Linked DNA regions of Mus musculus: region 1 is linked to region 2. The links are chromatin contacts, called in public HiChIP or PLAC-seq maps. All regions are on one chromosome and are shown on one strand. Each heading gives the region's core, a stretch centred on a gene start, on an enhancer-like site or on the middle of the called end of the contact. The rest is flanking DNA. Distances are from core to core; before and after follow the strand shown.

Region 1 (2,967 bases), core at 431-2,930, 62 kb after region 2:
GAGACGGTTTTGTTCCATTCAGCATAACTTGTGGGATACAGAGCTGTTCTGGATAGAACTGGAGAGGGCCAAGGACCCTTGAATGGTTTGCTCTATGCTTCTCCAGGCTGAGAGTCTCCTGAGAAGAGCCATGTTTACAAGGTAACTAGTTGCACATACACGGGGAAAAATTAGGATCACAAAAATAAGAACAAAACTTTGCAAAAGCTTATCTGGACGTCATCCTCAGGGGGAGAGACATGATAGCACACACCGACCAAGGACACTCTAAACGCTGACACTTCCTGAGAAACTAATGAAGAAAACAAACAACCCCCCCAAACTCCACATCATCAGAGTCACAGGACAGAGGGTCACCCCTCCCAGTTAAAGGAATGTTCTCTGGAGAGGGGAATCCACTTTCCTTGCCAACTGACAGTCCTGCTGAAAGTTAGGTCAGAGAAGACTGGTCCATCGGCTCTGTCTCTCTGAGTTCCCGAAATGGAGGATCCAGGAGGGTGGTACTGACATCTGATATTAACAAAACCTTGCCTTAGTTAAAAAAAAAAAAGCTCCTTGTGTGAACTATACTATTTTAGCAAAGATCATGGTTTCCTGTCTGTGTTAATCATTTTTTTCTTATATTCATCGGACCATCTTTTAATTTTTATACAATTTATATAAATCTCTCACTTTTCAGATTTCTGTTTGCCAACATATATTCTCCAGCTTAGGCTTACACAAACCTCACCTGAGCTCCAAAGCCTCTAAACATCAGGGAACAGCACACGGGGCTTCACACATTTGTGGACAGTGACGTTTAAGTCACCCATATCAGTTTTGGAAATTACGGCTGATTAGATGGAAAGAGAAGAATTTGACTCCCCCTCTCCACCCCCCACACGTGGCTTTTGTAAATGTTTATATGAGATGAGAATAAAATTTTGTTTGTAAGGTGGAATTAGGGCTGATAACCAAGGCCACCCTCCTGCTGAGCTGATAGTGACTGACAGTTCAGATGTGCGCTCACTCCTAGACAGGCTCAACAAAGCTCTGAGAGGCAAGTGTCTCCAATTGTAGTTATTGTGTTTCCATTCAGAAGGGAAACTAACTATCAAATTGAGCACTCAGGTATATGATTACAAGGCTAGAAACAAAACCAAATGCAAGCCACTATTCTTTCATCGCCTGTGTTCCTGCTGCGTTCAAAATATGTAATATGTAGGTTTTTGTTTTTGTTTTTTGCATAGTTCTTCGAAAATGAGGTACTTTCTGGCACTGAAAATTTACTTAAAGTTTTTGTGGTTAAATTATCATAACAAATATTACTAATGTGTAACTCATCTTAAGCAATTTGCCAGCAGCTTGCATGGGTCTGTGGAGCTTAGTAGGTATTTAAGACTATTCTGAGAATGATTTATGCAAAAATTGCATAGCTCTTGTTTGGATACAAATAACATCTCTTATACAGTTCATTTCTCATGAAAGAGAAACTTGATTTTGGAGCTGCGCCCCCCAAACCTGGTCCTGATTACTGCTTCAACTCCTGTTTATATAATTCTACACAGTTTTGGCAGGATTCAAGAGCACATACCAGGGTGTTGGCTTTTATGAATCTCCCGAGATGCGAATGTCACGCTGACTGGATGAACTCTGGCCACAGATCCCAGACATGCACAATGACTCTATTTATTCCGACTTGGCTGCCTGGATGCAGATTGACTCTGTGTGTAATAAATTTTCACAGCCCCAAGAACCTCCACATCAACCAAGCCAAGGCTGAGAAGACAAACACACCTAGTGGAACTGGGCTGCGTTTCACCCAGTTATTCTGTCAGAGCTCACTGATGGGTGACATGCGCTGTCAATGCCTTTAAGGTTTTTCCCTTCTGGTGTTCTCAAAACCCTGCTCTCTGTTACAAAGTTGCCATATTAAACAAAACAAGGGTTGGGGGGAGATGGACAGAAATCTGCTTTTAATAGTTTACCCCACACTGCTATGAGTCCTCAGAGGCCTCTACGGGACAGGGCTGAGAACTGTGACTAGTTGTTTGCCACTTCAACAGAGACCACATGAAACGCAATGGCTCTTGTCTCATCCGGCACTCAGCGGGGACTCACCTGTAGTCTGGACATACTAGAGGCATGAGGTTTTAGCTTCTCCCTGACAGACAAGATTATTACTCTCTGCATTATAAATAAGAAAATAATTGCCTCTTTAGCTTGCAGATTTATGTTAATGACACAGATATCTATTAAATTAATTGTACGCTCTCCAAATATTGATTGGGGATTAAAAGGTAACTTTCCTTCATTGTGTTGAGAAATCAATTAGGCCAATAGAGAAATTCCCCTCTACAGATTAAATCCAATGATCACTGCCTGTAAAGTTAAAACAGTCAGTTTAAGTGGATAAACTACACCCATTTAAAGAGAAAAATGCACTTATATAATTAAAACGAAAAGGCTGCCCAGTCTGTGTGGATAATGTGATTACTCGGAGCTGCAGGCAGACATCGCCGTTCAGTGTGGATGGCTGCTCCCTCGATAGCTGTCCCTGAGCTACGGATTTGTCATGGTGCTTGCAGCTGACACTGTCTCAGCTACAGCTTGCCAAAAGTCTCCAGCATTTGTCCTTTTCCTCTTGCCTCAGCTGTGATGACTCTACCTAGAAATTTGCTCAGTCTCACTTCCTAAACCGTCCCAGACTCAAGAGGGTGAGATGGCCACTTTGACTAAATGGTCAGACACCCGTGTGTGTTCCTCCTCCCCCCACACCCATCAGGCTGACGGTGCCTCCACATATTGTTTCACCCAGTTTCCTTCACATTTTCCCAGGGAACAACTAAACATTGGAATCTGTGACATACACATCCAAACAAGAAATGTCGTTCTCTGGTCTGCTCGAACCTCACCGAGTGGAAGCAGTCTGATGACAGCTTGCTTTCATTTCAAAGGTGTCACAACCAACTTATCAAGTAAACAGAA
Region 2 (2,960 bases), core at 346-2,845:
TTTGCTTAGAGAAACTGAAATCTACACCAGACAGAGGAGCAACGATGGCATCAAATAGATTTCTCTTTCTTGCGATACCCCCTGTATCATTTGGCATGCCCTAACTGTGTCCTTGGCTTTCAGGTGCTTGTTCCAAAAGAAGGCCGATGGTGCAAGAGGTTGAATGTTTCCTTTTCACACACAAGCTGTTTGTAGTGCTAGCTTTACAGAGCTGGGTGACAAACTCAGCTTCCTGCACGCCAGGCAAGTGTTCTCCCGCCTGCTCCCTTCCAGTCATCACTGTTGGTGGGGGATGTTAGGAGACTGGGGCTCCCAGGTGTTGCTGTCTGCACACACCCTGTTGAAGCAGCTAGACAGTGTTTAAGCAGTAAAGATCCCTACGCAGCTTTGTTCTTTGATGGATACTGACTGGAATCCTAAGGAGCTTGGAACTTGGTGTCTCCAGAGGGGAAGCACCCTACGCCGCATGCGTTTCTGACACCACTCAGAGTACCTTTCTCAGGCTGTGCTGGCTAAGGCAGGCAAGGTTTGAATCATTTAAGCAACTTTTATTGAGATGGAAAACCATCCATCTCACTGCTGTTCTTCTCTGCGTTGGATGTTTCAGCAATCGATTTTAGCAGGGCCTGAAGGTTTCAGTAAGAGAAGGATGTATCCTTTTCCTTCCATCCGACCTTTCTGTTTTTCCATCCATCAGAATAAAGTAGGGACCCAACCTGAATATGCAATGGAAACAGTTCCCTAAGAACAAAAAGGTGGGGTCCAGCTTTGCTGCAGCAAGGTCTCCCTCAGGACAGCAGTGCTGTGGAAAGGTCCCCAGAGTGCCCTGCCTATGACAATAGGGCCTATGCAGACATTCTACTTGTTTCCTTTGATTAAGTCATGCTGTGGGAGATTCACCCTCTCATATGCAGGAATCTTCCCTTCCTCTATAAAATTAAAATCCTTTTAGCTAGGAGAGTGCGCCATGTAATTACCTTACACATGGTAAGCCCCAGTCCCTTCCTGCCATTCACACTTACCATGCTCACGGCCTTCAGTACTGCGTGTTCCAGGGAGCCCTCATTCAGCTCAGGAGGGATAGCTAGCTCTGCTTCTGCTCCTGGCATCATGGGGACAGATGGGACATTTGGTAGATGGGCTGGGTGCTCTGGTCGTGACCGCCTCTTCCATGGAAATACGGGCAGAGGACAGTACATCCTTCAGAGAGCAGCAGGCAGTGCTGGCCTCCAGCCCCACTGGCTTCTAACACAGCAATACGGCTGGCAGGAGCCGGGCTTCATTCCTAGCCAAGCCTTTCACCATGTAGCTCCATGAATTCAGTATTTCTGGACTGAGGCTTCCCATGCCATATCTCTCTCAATTCTCCCCGGCCAAAGCTCCCTGTCACTAATTACAACACCAAATAATACACAGCTCGCTGCTTTGCACTAATAAGACCAGCATCTAAGCTGCGGGTTGAACCAAGCACCGCCGCTCCTTGATATAAATTCTCGGATCCTGTCTTTTCAAAGAAAAGTCTGTTTTCCACCTTCCTCCTGAGGCTGTGGAGTAGTAATTGTCCCTGCTTTTCATGCTTTTGTGGAATGTCAGGGGAGGAGGGGCTGTCAGACTGCTGCTAGTCTGCGCCTGCAGCTTACCAAGAGCAAGCCGACCTTGATTCAGGTTCTAAAATAAGAGCTAACCCCTTCAGTTCATTTGCATCCTCAGAGCACTAACTGCTGCTTAATTGGTAAGAAACATAGGAAGTGAGGTGTGGAAGGCATGAATCTAAGCGCTCTTTCATGCAAGTTTATGGGAAAAGAAAGAAAGATGGAAAGATCCAGGCCCTCCCCTGGGAAAGGTATTTATAAGTCAGCTATATTTATTCAGCACCCATTCTTGACAGCCTGGTGGCTTCAGTTGTCTGAATTGTATGTTTATTCAACCATTAACAGTATTTATAATACAAAAGGATGAATTTCCTTTTTTAAAAAAAGCTATGTGCAGGGGAGTCGTCCCCCTCTGTGGAGAAGGGGAGAAGGGTGGAGGAGGTCTGGTGAGAGCCAGGACCCAGAGGAGAGGGAGAGGGGAAGATGTGACTGGGTTGCAAAGTAAATAACTAAATCAAGGAATGAAACAAACTAACTAAGCCAGAGTGTGGCACCTGTTACTTTTTGGATCTTTCTAGTTGTTTCCTATCAGCTTCTCAGTGGCTCTGCCCTAATGATCTGGCACCCTCCCTTTCTTCTCCTGGCAGCTTTTCTGTTCATCTCAGGCCCCATTGATGCCCCAGTGAAGATAAGCCAAAGAAAGTGGAAGGGGCTGAGGACCTTCTTGACCAGGAAGCTGCCAGGGCAGAAAATGTCAGGTAAAAGAGGAAGAAAAGGAAGTGAGAGAGGAGGAAAAGGAAGTGAGAGGAGGGAAGGAAAAGAGGAGGAAAAAATCCAATGGGAAAGGGGAGGGCAGGAAGGGTTTATTTGCATCACTCGCCTAGGGATGGTACTGCCCATAGTGGGCTGGGCTCCTACACCAACGGACACTCAAGAGAACGCCCCATAAACATAGCCTCAGGCCATTTCTTATGGAGACAGTTGCTTAACTGAGGTTTCCTCTTCCCAGATGTGTCAAGTTAGAACTAATTATGACAGAAGGGAAGGAAGAACGGGGGATGTGGGAGTACACATGAAGGGGGAAGAAGAGGAAAAGCTGATGGGAACTAAGATAAGGAACTAAGAGGGAAGAGAAGGGGCGGGAAGAGGAGCAGGTGTGACCATAGTCACAGTAGTGGTGGTTGTATTGGTCCACCATGGGCTTCTCTCCTCTGACTCTGGAGAATAACAGAATGAACTCATCAGTATATCCTGGCTGTTGCCTGTACCTGGCACATAGTAGGTGCTTTGTATATAGCAGCTGGGTGTGTAAGACATTTTGCATGTTAGGTGACTTTGGTCTCTCGAGGGACAGCTATTTTCATGGCT

Evidence for each region. HiChIP or PLAC-seq counts read pairs in DNA pulled down with a chosen protein or histone mark.
Region 1: an H3K27ac HiChIP or PLAC-seq map of heart atrium shows a contact between it and region 2, with 8 read pairs. The contact joins two enhancer-like sites. A contact is called at or near these places in 1 of 15 datasets of contacts at CTCF or cohesin (the NIH/3T3 cell line), 12 of 484 Hi-C or Micro-C datasets (the 3T3-L1 cell line, the C3H10T1/2 cell line, adipose-derived mesenchymal stem cells and 8 more) and 2 of 115 datasets of contacts at active chromatin or transcription factors (double positive thymocytes and heart atrium).

The regions. Positions count from the first base shown.
Region 1 is chr1:38,260,906-38,263,872 of GRCm38.p6, forward strand. The region is part of intron 9 of Aff3 (AF4/FMR2 family, member 3); the gene reads right to left. Among named protein-coding and RNA genes, the nearest start is that of Gm16150, 43 kb to the left of the region's middle. Within about 2 kb of position 1,681, at least 76 of the 459 cell types and tissues checked have an H3K27ac peak or open chromatin away from gene starts, as enhancers often do. A contact at or near this core is called in heart atrium, where this site is marked.
Region 2 is chr1:38,198,831-38,201,790 of GRCm38.p6, forward strand. All of the region lies in intron 15 of Aff3 (AF4/FMR2 family, member 3), which reads right to left. Among named protein-coding and RNA genes, the nearest start is that of Gm16150, 19 kb to the right of the region's middle. Within about 2 kb of position 1,596, at least 40 of the 459 cell types and tissues checked have an H3K27ac peak or open chromatin away from gene starts, as enhancers often do. A contact at or near this core is called in heart atrium, where this site is marked.